2 separate regions of the Gossypium hirsutum genome follow, and region 2 is linked to region 1. Evidence: chromatin contacts called from public Hi-C data. All regions are on one chromosome and are shown on one strand. Each heading gives the region's core, a stretch centred on a gene start, on an enhancer-like site or on the middle of the called end of the contact. The rest is flanking DNA. Distances are from core to core; before and after follow the strand shown. Region 1 holds the start of LOC107893587 (mannosylglycoprotein endo-beta-mannosidase). Region 2 holds the start of LOC107893645 (protein ALWAYS EARLY 2).

Evidence for each region. Hi-C and Micro-C count contacts between places; a contact is called where the count stands out from the background.
Region 2: a Hi-C map of leaf shows a contact between it and region 1, with 3 times the contacts expected there. The contact joins the promoter of LOC107893645 here to the promoter of LOC107893587 in region 1. A contact is called at or near these places in 11 of 34 Hi-C or Micro-C datasets (callus, fibers, hypocotyl and 2 more).

What each region holds. Positions count from the first base shown.
Region 1 is chrA13:75,891,952-75,899,156 of Gossypium_hirsutum_v2.1, reverse strand. It overlaps LOC107893587 (mannosylglycoprotein endo-beta-mannosidase), which reads left to right and starts at 4,584. Exons shown (of 11, transcript XM_016818617.2): 1 at 4,584-5,042; 2 at 5,715-5,853; 3 at 6,034-6,255; 4 at 6,392-6,450. The coding sequence starts at 4,894.
Region 2 is chrA13:76,186,763-76,193,967 of Gossypium_hirsutum_v2.1, reverse strand. LOC107893645 (protein ALWAYS EARLY 2) reads right to left here and starts at 4,256. Exons shown (of 20, transcript XM_016818687.2): 1 at 4,069-4,256; 2 at 3,474-3,594; 3 at 3,226-3,321; 4 at 3,002-3,064; 5 at 1,782-1,859; 6 at 1,344-1,518; 7 at 691-950; 8 at 224-593. The coding sequence starts at 3,578.

The DNA.
Region 1 (7,205 bases), core at 3,335-5,834:
CTCATGAGTTTCGTCTTGAATTTACAACCATGTTTTCTTCTACATGAACCAAAAAGAATCTTGTTTTTAAAACTGATCTATAGATAACATACATTTGGGATTTATATCCATCTCATTTCTTTTTCCTTTTGGAGTCTTTTTTTTTAATCCAAAATTTAAAAAGAAAAAAAGAAAAGAAAAAGAAAAACTAAATATAAGAGTCAACGGGAAAATGTATTGTATAATATTAATATGTATAAAAATGAAATAAAAATCAATACATATAACAAGAAAAAAAAAGTTTGAATTAAAAAGTATGAGGGTGCAACATTATGTAATACCAAAAGATATGAAACGAACTGAAAACCATGATATATAGCAAGAAAATAAAATAGATTAAAAGTAGTGGAGTGCAATCTATTTTTCAAAATCTAATATGAAACCGAAATCAATATATCTAAATTCAAAACACAAAATAAAACTCAATTCAGTGCATAATAATAAATAAAGGAAATGTTGTAAATCATAATGGTCTTTATTTCTTTATTTTTAGGCTAATTTAAGTTATCAGAAATGTTACAAATCACAATAATGGTAAATCATTAACAGGATTCTTTTAAAGATTTAGCTTTAATAACATATATATAAATTTTACCATAACTTTTCCTATCAAAAACTGACTTCCGGCTTCTTGTCTTTCTCCTTTCTACTTTTTGGGAAATTTGATCTTGATCGTTTCATGTCCTATTAAAAAGAACTTGTTTCTTTACTTGGTTAGTATTGAGTTCGGTCTACTTGAATGTGGCACATTCGAAAAAAATTAGAAGCATGGGTTGACTAGGGTACTAAGATTCCCAACCGAATTGCTTAAGGTGATTGGATAAGTGACCTACCGTCAAATGTAGTAATTAATTCGGTTATTTCCGCACTTAAGGACCTTGTTTTCTATGCAATTTAGTATTTAATATTATATTTTCAGTATTTAGTAGTTAGAATTAAATATTAATAAAATAAGTTTTTTTAACACATTTTGTAAGTGTTGTGACCCATTAGGCAGACATGAGCCTTAGGTAGTTCTAATATGTTTAATTGAGTGTGTAACATGAAGATTTATAGGCTCAATTGACGTGGAAGCAAAGGACAAGTGATGTACAAGTTTCTCAAGCCGTCAAAGTATGAAACAAATGATGCAAGGCACAAAACACATGTCGTGTTGCGCCATGCAAGGGTTATGGCGCAACATACGTCGACTTGTTGCCAAGTATGCCAAGGTTATTTTTGCCCATACAATCGACATTATACGAAGACCTAAGACGTGTCGAAGACCTAATATGGGCTACCAAAACTTCTATAAATAAGACATTAGGGGTTTGATGTAACTAAGTTGTCTTAAACGCAATAAAAAAAACCTAGTAGCTTAGGATTAAGATTAGATTAATTATTCTTTCGGCTTTTTTAAACTCTTTTGTTTTCCTCTTGGAATCAGTTTCGATCCAAGAGTTATTTTATTTTATTAAAGTATTTTAGTTTAGTTCTTCTTTCCAATCGACATATTTCATTATTCCAATCAATTGATTTACTACTCTATTCTCCATTTGATATCAATCCACGATTATTTTAATATCGTTTCTCTTTCGAATCAATCGTGTTCTTTACATGATTTATTCAATTGAGTTAGAGATTATGAATAACATTAGTGGCTAAATCCCTTATAGGAGATTAACGAATGGCTGAGGACGTGATTAATGGAGGATTTAAGGTTTCCCGAGAGGATCACATTTTTAAACCCTAGGCTTGACAAACCTAGAAAGTTATGATAGGTTAGACGAGATCGGGAGATAAGTCGAACCGAGTAAATCGTAGTTTATCTTGGTTGAGAAAGTGAGGTTGGGAGATAAACGAGTATCAACCAATTGATTAATTAGTTAGAGGCTAGGAGGTAATAATTGGTTAATCGGTAGCTAATCCACCCTAAAACACTAATCTGTAGTTACATACAAACTCTAAAACAAGTTAATCTTCCTGATTGGTTTATTGATTTTAGTCGTTTGTTTATTTTAGTTATTTAATTTCTTATTTGACTACTTGCATTTCCTTCCCGAACAGAAGCACCAAAAGGACCCTATTGAACATTTTGCATAAAGGATTGAACATCCATGTATTTGTCGATCTTTCTGGATAAACTTGTTAATTCCCCCGAAGTCTCTTCAATAACACGGGTTGTACCTGCATCACCAACAAGTCTATTATCAGCACCAACAATAATCATAGGGGGTTTGTGCTACCTTCTTAATCCTCTGTAGGTTTAGAGGACTATGGATGAGGTTTTAATTTACAAAAGGTATAAAAATAATTTGTAAGCTCCTTCTTTTTCCCTAACAGAATAAGTCCTAACTCATTAGTGGCTTCATGTAGCCGCGGGAACTGCGCAGCCAAAACTAACACAATGTCTGCACCATTGTTACCATCAACTGGCCGCCATCCATTAGGGTTTAGATCTATGAGGCAGTAGTGAAACACATTTCTAACAGTTAACGCCTCCTCCAAATTTAATACAGGACCTCAACGAAGCCTATAGAATTGAGCCCACCCTGCCTTCGTTATAATTTCTTATCTTCACAAGCACACACTCTTACTAGGTGTGGACCATTCAATAAGAAAATCAAAACCAACTCCAAATCTATTCTTTATCGGTATGTATTTACAGTGATTCAGTCGAAGGTTTGAATACCAGTTAGAAACAATTGAGCATCGTGAAAAGTAAAATAAAAACAAGCCCAAAGAACCTCCTCAATTGCAGGCTTTGAGTTAGTATAAATTCTAGAAAACAGAAATCAACAACGCCTCTTCTTGCCGACCATATTCAATGAAGTGGGCCACCACGACCCACCATGAGAAGTCAGATAGCTATCTTGGAATTATTCCATACTTGTCAAGAAGATGACAGAGTGGAATGGAATATGAAAACTTACTTCTAGTACGTGTGAAGGAAGTAAAAAACTTCCATCGGCAGTGTCACTAAGTCGCCTCGACCCTTTAACAATCGAGAATTCATAAGCAAAATTGGGTATTTGAATCCACCGGGCGACCAACTGACAACTCATCTCTTCATGCTTGATGGTGCAAACATACACTTTTGCCTCCACAAGAGCATTTGCTTTACGCGTCGTGAGGGCTCGCTCCCTGAACCATCACGATTACCTTGAATGATACGACTACCTCCTCTCGACCTAATTATCATGCCCAACTAAACTCAAAATAACTACAAAGACAATTTGGAAATTTTAAAAAACTTACCTCTAAATCACGATTATCCTTCTCAAAAATTTCAAATCCAAACAATTCAATATTTAGAGTTAAAATAACCTCCTTTTAAAAAATTTCACACCTTGATGATTCGTTGTCTGAGAATAAAAACATAATCAGCTTTATACATCTGCACCTCTCCTCAAGACGTGGTGAAACGCATGACAATTTAAAAGGAAAAGCGTATGCGATAAGTTTCATTCTCAGATATTCCCCATTTCGCAAAGTCAAGTTTTCAAAAAAGTCAGTTTATAACTATTCTTTGAATTAGATGGGGGACAAATTGTTATCGTGTTCGCTATTATCGACCCGTTATCCGACTTAGACTGACCCATAGCTTACATAGTTTGCATCTTGGGTTCGCATGTGATGAGTTCATATCCTTTCATGAATTTGTATAGGATAAGTTCGCACCGCCATGCAGACAAACTCTACGTAGAGAAAACATATTAATCCTAAAATAAGTTAAGTGTTGAGATATATGGTAACCTATCTACGACGTCCCATCTCATAACCTTACACATCAAAACACTCAACAACCTAATTGTTAGAAATGCCGAACATATACCGTTCTCGTAGCAAAGAGAACATGCATGAAGAAGTTGAGGTAGGAGCTGTTCACGAGAGTGAGCAAATAGCGGAGTATATATGTGCAGTCATTAAATTAAAAAAAAATAAATCTAAAAGCAGTTAATACCCCGCTAATTGTGTTGTTTCCCCATGGGAGTTCAATCTTCTTTTGTACCTAAAAATGATGTTTGAATCCAACTGAACTAATTGATCGTTTGGGAATTGATCCAAACACTAATAAAAAATGTTCAGATCGAGAATTGAAAAAATGGCAATTGAACCGCAAATTGTAAACCGAAAAAACCAATAAAAATTGATCGGACCAGTTTTTTTTAAAAAACTGGACTGCTTCAAGTTGGGCAAGCCGGAAAAAGAAAAGCTAACTCGAGACCCACCCAGGCAACCACCACTCTCGTCCCTCGTCCATTTGGCTTCTCAGCCTCTCTCCACTCTCCAGTTGCCCATCTCCCTCCAGATCTGCTTTTGCGTTCAGTCACCGTCCCTGCTGAAAAATAAAAAATGAGAAAAAAAGATTGAGGCTTTGAGAAGTTGAAAGAGTCAAATGATATAATATTTTAGGATTTCTTGGTTATAGCCTGTGGGCCTAAAATAGATGGCTTACTAATAAATTATAACTTTAAAAGGCTAGCCCAAACTTCAAGCATTTGTTTTTTTAAAAGTATTTTTAATAATAAAATCGATTGAATCAATGTAATCGAAAATGGATGGTTGATGTTATGAAGACATTGGTCTGTAATGTAATCTCTGTTGTCTAAAATGGATATAATAAGTAGTAACAACAGAAGTCATAAAATAAAAGACAGGAAGAGGTGAACAAAAAGGCCGATTATAAAGAGATCAGATCCACCTAGAAATGACCGCCGTACAAAACAAGTCGACAAACACCACGTGGCATTGATTAAGTACCGACACTGTCTTGTTTCAAACGCGGTGTCAGCTCACAAGTCTTCCCAAGACAAGAAAATTTTACTCTTCGAAAGTCTTCTTCTCTTCTCACTCCACTCCCTACACTCAGCAATGGCAGAGATTGGGCAAAAGACTCTGCTTGACTCGGGATGGCTCGCCGCCAGATCCACCGACGTTCAACTCACCGGAACTCAGCTCACCACCACTCATCCCCCAACTAGCCCAACCTCTTCCTGGATGGAAGCTGTCGTTCCTGGAACGTAATAAACCTCCACTTGTGTATATATTTGTTCTGATTTTGTATATTTTGCATATACAGCAGTCCATTTACTTCTAGTTTTGTTTAAATGTAGGCTGAGTTTTGCTGGATTGACTTGACTTTTCTCATGTTTTAATGTGGATAGCAAATGCAAAGATTTGAGTGAGAAAATTGCTAGTTATGCATCACTTAATTTTGAAGGAAAATGAGAGAGTTATAACAACATTAGGATAATAAATCAAATTTCATAATTAGGTTCTGCTTGGTTGTTAGCTTTTTCAACTTTTTTTTTTAAATTAAAAAAAAATTGTAGTTTTGTTGATATAACGCCATAATTGTCGCTCCTTTTTTTAAGGAAGCTAAAGGCAAGTGGCAAAAGAAACAAAAGGAATGATCGTTTTTAGATCAATATGCTTAAAATATTTTCAATCCTTTTAATTATTTATCATTTTTATGGGTTGAAATTTGGACTATAATTGTCGGTCTTCGCTTAATAATTGAATCATTTGATGATTCTACATCTGCTTCTACGATCCTATCAAATGCAAAAATGACCTTGCTCCTTGTCATGAAAAATATTATAGTTGAATTTGGATACAAAGTCAATTGTCTTGAATGGAGCTAGTATGTGAGTTCTCATCTTAATGGTTTGGAACTTGTTCTTGATCGACAGTGTTTTGGCAACTCTAGTAGAGAACAAAGTTGTTGGTGATCCCTTTTACGGTTTGGAGAACGAGACGATCCTTGATATAGCTGATTCTGGAAGGGAGTACTACACATTCTGGTTTTTCACAAAATTCCAGTGTAAGCTGGTATGCAGTGTTTTGACATGAAATCTGTGAGGTTAAATATGAGTTTAAAACACTAAAATTTTTTGTTTTGTTTTGTATACGAGGTAGATGTTTAATTGGTCAGAACTGTGTTCCCTAAATCTTGAAAATGTTATATGCAACTAACAAATGCTCTGTTCTGATTTACTTTATATTTTGCAGTCAGGAAATTTAGATCTGAATTTTCGTGCAATCAATTACTCTGCAGAGTTATACTTAAATGGGCACAAAAGGGTCCTCCCTAAAGGGATGTTTCGAAGACATTCCCTTGAAGTCACTGATATCCTAAATCCTGATGGTTCAAACTTGCTGGCTGTTCTTGTTCACCCTCCGGACCATCCTGGGAGCATTCCCCCTGCGGGTGGGCAAGGTGGGGATCATGAGGTAAGTAACTTTGTTCTAACAAAGTTCATTAATTTGTTTTATCTCTAACAAAATGGTTTGAGGTTAAATTGTAGGCATTTAATAATATGAGCAAAAACTGCGACCTAATTGCTAACACCCTTTCTTGTCATCTTAGATTGGAAAAGATGTTGCCACACAATATGTTGAGGGCTGGGATTGGATAGCTCCAGTGAGGTGAACATATTATAACTTTGAAACTTCAGGGTTTTGTTTTGGTTTTCTTATTCTTGCTGATGTTTGATTTTCTGATGAATAATGCGACTTGTCACAGTGTAGTCTAACCGTATTTCTGTCTCCACTTAATGCCACTGCAAACAAGAAATTTATTCATCCTTCTTTGGTTCTTTGACCAACTTCTCTTGATTTTAGAGCTTTATTTGTGTATTCATGTGATAACAGATGCACTTTGAACATACAAGTGCCTATCGTAATGTGTATGCTAAATCAATTAGGAGTGAGAACACTAATATTCTATTATTAGTTTGGGTAGACCGGTGTTATGAGCTAGAGGCTTAGCATCAGTTAAATGGATATGAAAGACAACAATATGGTTGTCAAAAAAATTTATTTAGAGTGACAATGAGAGGAGCAGCAGGGATCAAACGCGTATAGATACAAATCCAATGATACTTCTCTGAGCTAAATATAGATGATGTTATGAATGGTGATCCTCTGATAAGATTTTTGTTTAGAAGATATATTATAGTGCATATGGCAGGGAGAAAAACAATGCAGTTCTATTAGTATATAGAGGCTAATCAATGTAATTATATTACATTTTCTTTTTGGTATTCTATTTGCAGTTCTATTAGTATATAGAGGCTAATCAATGTAATTATATTACATTTTCTTTTTGGTATTCTATTATCTTGTCATCTATTATTGTATGTCTTAGAAGTTTTTGAACTGTCAGCTAGGATCCAACCTCT
Region 2 (7,205 bases), core at 3,007-5,506, 300 kb before region 1:
GTATAGAGACTAAACTAATCCATTTAATAGTATAAGGACTAACTAGAACCAATCCTTAAAATAAATGGACCTACCAAGTACTTTCACCTAAGAAGATTATGATTCTTTGAACAATTAAGCAACATCCTTTAGCATTTCCTTTTTTTTTTCTCTCTTTTTTCTTTGCTACTTTTTGTAAAGGTATACTTATCACATTATTCAATCCCAGATATCAAGTTCATACCTCCCGAGACAATCTTCTTGCTTTTCTTCCTCTGACTCCATGGTGAAAGTTTACATTTTGCACCGGAAATCTCCATCTCAACTTTTCCTTTGACAGCCCTATCTATAATTCCTTCTTCTATACCGCTACACGCTTCTCCAACATCATCAGACAAATTGTTTATGAACTCACCAGCTTTCACTTTCTTCCGGTAAACCTTTTTCCCCTTTCCACGCACTTCTACAGTACCAGCACCTTCCATATCCTCCGTGGGGCCTGTATCTTTTATGTAAGTTCCAATGACAGGTTCCTTGACTCCATGCCTGCTTTCCATCCAGTGTTTACTGGAAGAACTAGGAAGCTTGGCCTTGGTTGTCTCTGATTGAAGCAACTAATTGCACGTCAATAGAAAAAAAAATGAAGTTATTACGCTGATAATGAAGGCAAAGAAACCTAAAAATCATAAATCCAAACCAATGGTCTTATACCATCCGATCATAGCTCTGAACAGGTGTGGATCTTCTGCATTCAGCCTTTTTATAAGGTCTTTGAGAAAACTGTGGGCAGCTTCCTCTTTGCAATGCCCCAGTCAATGTCACTGCAGCGACATGTTCATCATCATTATCATTAGCCTCTGACTTCTTAACTCTTTTTTTTGGCGGATTATAATTTTCCATGTCGTCTCTCCTATATGAATATGAAACTGGGACTCGAGGAGTCCTTCTCCCAACTGCATGAGGATTTATACCTGAAAGGAATTCAAACAAATAAGGAACTCAATCACAATTACAAAGATTATTATTTATTATAAAAAACTTTCAGAGAGCACAAGCAGTTTCTGTGCTTACTAGACATAATATTAGTTGACATTGTTAATAAGATTTATTCCTCATATTACCATACCTCTTATCACTTTGACAAATAAAAAATAACTTCAAGCACTATTCTTTGATTTGCTTCGCACATAAATTTGGACAATTTGAACAACTTTAACTCTCATTTTCAGTCTCTTAGTTGCATCAATTGCCAAAGAGATAAAAGGACAGAAAAAATAAAGAGACTAGTGATAAACAAAGGAACCAAATTTAAGAAAAACCATAGTTGGCTTCAATTGAGCGCTAACAAGAACAATGGATTTTACCGTTAAAGCCTATTCTTTTCAACAAAGACAGGCATCCTTGAGTGGATGCAATTGATTGGGGCAGAAAAACATCCTCTTTTGATGAACCAAAATGAGCCTTTACCCACTTGCGCTTTTGAGTTTTCCGGGGTATTTCAGAAGGCTCATTGCTCTCTATTTCTGCATCACTCCCTCCCTGGAAGTTGACATTGGTACAAAATTTTCAACCCTTGATCAGTAGATAGAAGAATAACATTAAGAGTTCAATTTATTTTGCTAGCCTAAAATGGAAAAGATATAATTTGCAAAAATACAGTCTAACAAGGAATCAGTTCACTTCATAAAGGAGAGAAATATACTTCCAAAAAACAAACTGCACCAAATAGCTTTAATTATATCAACACTGGCTGCAAATATCAGACTCATACAAATAAATAAAAATGTTAAAACCAATCTCACCAGGACACTATAGTGATCTGTCATCATTGCTATAAGGCCAATTACAGATGCTACTCCATCTGGCAAGGATAAATATGCCTGAAAATAAAGAAAGAAAAAACACAATAATGTAACAATATTTATAAACAAATATAGTCAAAATAAAGCAACTCTCAGGTTCCATCCAACAAATGAAGGCTGAAAATGCAACATCATTCAAAGCCCCTGAAGCACATGATTCCACATAACCTCTTGAAGACTTTAACAATGAAGACAAAATGCTTATCTGCATCAAATTATAAGAAGTGGTAGTTGAGAAGCCACATTAAAGTTCAAATGATGGCAAGTTAACTAAGACAGAAGTTCCCTTGTTTGTTTTTCCTTTTTAACCATTTAAAATAAGTTATCTATCCTAAATAGGGGTGAGCATTCCATCAAATCGAGTGAAAAAATTTTGAGTTGACAAGTCCTTTTTCATCTTCCTAACTCGATTTGAAATTTGCTTGAATCGAGTCGAGTAAAATGAAATTCGAGTCGAGTCGAATCGAATCGAGTCAAGTAAAATGAAATTCGAGTCGAGTCGAATCGAATCGAATCGAATGAAATTGGTTGAGTTAAATTAAAAAACTAAACATAAATATTGGAGCACATAAATTTGAACCCATATATATTTGAAAACTTTTTCAAAATAAAATAGTAATAAAAATAACTTAGCTAAACTTGCATTACTAATTAACATATTTAGCTCCCAAAATTATTATTTTAGAAAAAATTTTAAATTTTAACTTTCTTTATGTATCTTTTATATATTTTTTTAAAATTTTTATAATTTAAAAAAAAAAAGAATAAATTTTAGAATTTTTATAAATATTTTGAATTTTAAAATTATTTTAAATTATTTTGTAATTTTTGTTGAGAGTGACAATTTGCTCATTTTCAAAATTGACGGGAAATAAAGGGTAGTGACACCAATCTGTAACTCAAATTATTCGAGTTATTTGAACTGTAAAATTTAACTCAACTCGAACTCGAAACTCGAATAACTCGATTCGATTATCTCAAAATTCAAATTCTTTTTCGATTTTTTCGAACTGAATCAAGTCCTAATCTAAGCATTTCCTTGGGCATTTTAGAAACAAACATCATGAAACCCATAAGCATTCAAGGACAAGATTAAGCAATCAAAGATGAATTGGATAACTGATTAGAGTGCTTAAAGCTACATCGAGACCTAACCATACCCGATTCATAATGTAAAAGGCCTCCACCATTTCAGTGGATCTGTTACGTACAGCAGCAGCCACCTAAACATAAGCAACCACAAATTTAAAATGAAAAAGGAAGTGTTAATTATGCTTATAGAATACCTAGATGGAGCATCATCACAATATAAAATTACAGTGAAACCATTAAACTTTTTTATTATAGTTCTCGAAGTAAATACTGTGGCAGGTAGCTAATATACCTTCTTCCAATCTTTCCCATACTCCCGATAAGCTTTATAAAACCGCTCGATCTCTGCCTTGCTCCATGGAGATCCTAACTTGTCAAATAGTTTCTTCTATAGCATAGAATACAACAGTCCATGCATCAAAACGACTCACAATTAGCATATGATGATGCCACGTAAAACAGAGTATCCATCAAACAGCCAAAGGCAAGAAAATTTGATCTTCAAATCAAATAATCAATTAAAAATGACAAAACACCTACCTTTGGGTTACTTTTTCTTGAATTTCCTGCGTCTTTATCAGGAGATACTTCACATTTACTCGAATATTGTTTGTTCACAGTTTTATATTTTCTTGTTGGGGCCATCAATGACTTCCTTTATCTGAAGCATTCCATCATAAAACATGAACTTGAAAAAGAAAAGGGGAAATTTGAAAAAGATAGTGCAGATGTAAAATCGATGTTAACAATGAACTTTAAAAAAATAATAAGTTGTAATTTTTTTTAGAACCAGCAAAAAGAAACACCACAAAATCTCAAAATCACAATCAAAATTTCATTCACAATTGAAACACCTAAAATTTTACGTATTGAAAATAAAAAAAGATTGCAAAACAATGCTGCTCTAAAACCACTAGAACGGCAAAGCCAATTTGGCTTAATCCATAAAGTCACCTTGAAAACCGCTTCAAACCCACTGAAGAAAACCGAAAACACTTTTAAAAGAAACGAAAATTCAAAATTTTAACCGAAAGCTCCTTTAAAAATTGCAAAAATGAATTTAAAAAACCACAGTGATGGTTCAAAATCTCAACTTTTAAACCCTAATTCACAGATCGGAGACAATTCCACTTACCAATTGCCGGCCTTTTCCCAGCTGAACCAACACATTTAACAAAAAAAAAAGAATTAGAGAAAGAAAGATTTTTCAGAGAAATTTAAAAAAGAAATAAAAAGAAAAAACAGAATTTTGAGAAAGAACAACTTTTGAGAGAGCGAAAAGTGGCGTTGCCGCGAAACTTGAATATAAAGGTGGTTTGGCCAATGATATTATTTTGTTTTTTATTTATTTATTTTTAATTTTTCTTGGCTTTACTCTGTTTCAGTCTATGGGATTATGAATAAGTTGTCATTACCGTACACGTGGCAATTTGAAGTATTGGTAATGAAGCTGAGGTCCGATTTGATGGCATAGGTTTGGGTTCTATGTAGATGATAATAGCGGATTAAATTTGAAACTTTTCTAGACTAATTTTCAAACCAGTCCCTACTTTTATGGGTAAATCTTTTTAGCAGCCGCTAAGATTTTAACAATTAAATTCATCGGTCTCATGGGAAAATTAAACTCCTAGGTTATTGGGAAAATAGTAATGGAATTGGAGAAAATATTTAAATATTATATCATGACAGCATCCTAATATCATATTATTAAAATATACACCAGTTTATTAAAATTATCAATAACCCACTATAAAAGATATATCCACAACCACAACTACTGAGAGAGCTTAATTGGCAATTGAAATGGGTTGATTTTAAGACACAGAGGGATATTTTGAGTATAATGTTATATTAATATATAAAAATGAGAACAGATCCACTTAAAATTTATTAATTTTGCATAATTTTTTGACCACGCTGAGATTAAAATACAAATTTTTCCTCTTTCCTAATCTGTATGCACAATAAAACGCTAAACGTTTCCCTTTTTTTTTTCATGTTAAAATTCCCTTTTATTGGAGGTAATAAAAGCATTGATTGTGACAATTTGATTCACATATGTTTTATTTTAATAACACAAATAGACACAACTATGCACTGCATGCAAGCCAGGGGTGAAAAAGTAGTGTTATCACTCATAAGTCAAGCAACCAAATCTATTGGAATTGCAGACTTGTGTTTCATTTTATATAGCTATGGTGGTGGTATCGGGAAAATGTTTAAAGCTTACAAAGATCCTTAATTTTTTGCATGTTTCTCTTCCGTAGAAAAAATTTAGATCTTACTAGTTTCAACACAACTGAAAAAAGAAGTTCACATAGCCACATTGGAGAACATTTTCATCACCCTTTCTTGTTGGCTTTAACAGTAAGAGTGTGAAGGGCGACCCCAAAAAGCAGGTTTTTATCAAATATTGTTTCGGATTTCCAGTGCACTCGCTCAATAATACCTAAAAGTAGAGGGGATATTAATTCTCTTGCTCCATGAAAATTACTAGTTGTTTTACATTCCTGAACTATTGTCTTGCCTCTTGTATATTCTTAAGCCACTGTTCCACTCTCCTTTCATGGCACACTAATATGTAATAACACTAGAAAGAAAAAGAAGCCAAATATAAAAATTTTGTGTATTTGTTCATATTATTTTTATGTATTGAAATAAATTTATACGTAAATATTTTATATATATATATAACAGGCTTTTATATTCATATTCTACAATCACGATTTGTTTGTTTTAACCATAGTTTAATGTATTTAATTATTTTCTCATATTATATTGTCCATATTTTGTCTAATTAATTTGGTATAAAGATTCAACTTTAACATTAACTTCATTTCCTTATAAATTCAATCATTAAAGTTATCTATAATTAATATCAATATTATATTTAAAATTTTAATATAACTTTTTTTTCTAAATTACGAGGGTTATATTCTAGTTCTATTAAAAAAACTTCAATAATGATTATTGAGTTCAAATAAAATAGCAAAAAATTTGTGACATTAAAAGATGATATCAAATTTCTCACACTTATATTTTGCATAATTGGTTAATATCATATCATATTTTTCTTTATTTGTGTATCTAGTTTCTAGTATAAATAGACTATATAACTTAATGTAAATCAAGAGGCAATATTATTTCTTTGAAATTCATTTATCATTCTTTTTCTTAAGTTTGTAGCATGGTATCAAGAGCTTAGTTTCCCCTTTTATTTATTTATTTTTCTTTTCTTCTCCAAGTCATTTACTTTTTATCTTTTGTTTTGTCCAGTGACACGACGTTTTCAGTCTCCGGGCTGGCTATCGCCCGTCTTTTTTCTCCCTCCCACCAACATTTTCTTTATTTATTCTTCTCATTCACTTCATATGGCTTCTTTTTTTACAATTTGCAGATCTATTTTATGGACGGTGCCTGTAGTCGCTAAAACTCCAAAAAAAATTTTGCCCTTTTTGGTCCTATTTCTAGCTTTGTACTCTGTTTCCCGTGTTTTGTCTTTCTTTGTCCAAGCTGAGTCATCATACTCAATCCATTCTGAGCCGTTCATTACTCTATTGACCAAACTCTTTTGATCATGTTTCTAGTTTTGCCCTCTGTTTCCCGTGCTTTGGTTGTTTGTTACTCTAGGTGATTTTCATGTTTCTCGATTTTAACGGCCAAACACCTACTATCGGTGGTTGGTCATCATCCTCCTTGTTCTTTTCTATTTTTTATGTACTCCTCTTGATTTAATAACCCCTTTTGGGGGTCTTATCTCCTTGTTCTACTTTGTTTTTTGATGTCCTCCTCTCGGTTTAATAACCCCTTTCGAGGGTCTTGTCTCCTTGTTCTACTCTATTTTCTAATGTCTTCCTCTTGGTTTAATAATCCCTTTTAGGGTCCTTGTCCGAGCTTTCATGGCTTTTTTATTTTTTATTATTTTTTCTTCTCACAAGCGAACCTTTGTTAATGAGGGACCGATGTGGTGTTCTGATGCCAGTATTCCATTTTTTGTGAGAGAGTTACTACAACTCTTGAATGGTGAATGGGTGGTGGTTCCTAAAGCCTCCAAATGCTACTTTTCTTGTTTTTATGTTTTTTGCTAGATCCAATATCTCCATTGATTTAGTCATTGTTTGGATATTGTTCTAGGTTAGATGTCGCCGACGGTTGATTTCAGTCGATCTAGGGTCATTGTGAACCTTTGCTCTCTTACAGTGTCTTTCGATTGGTGATCAAGGATGCTCGGCTCTATCTTATGCTTCATTGTTTCTCTCCCTCTTTGTAAGC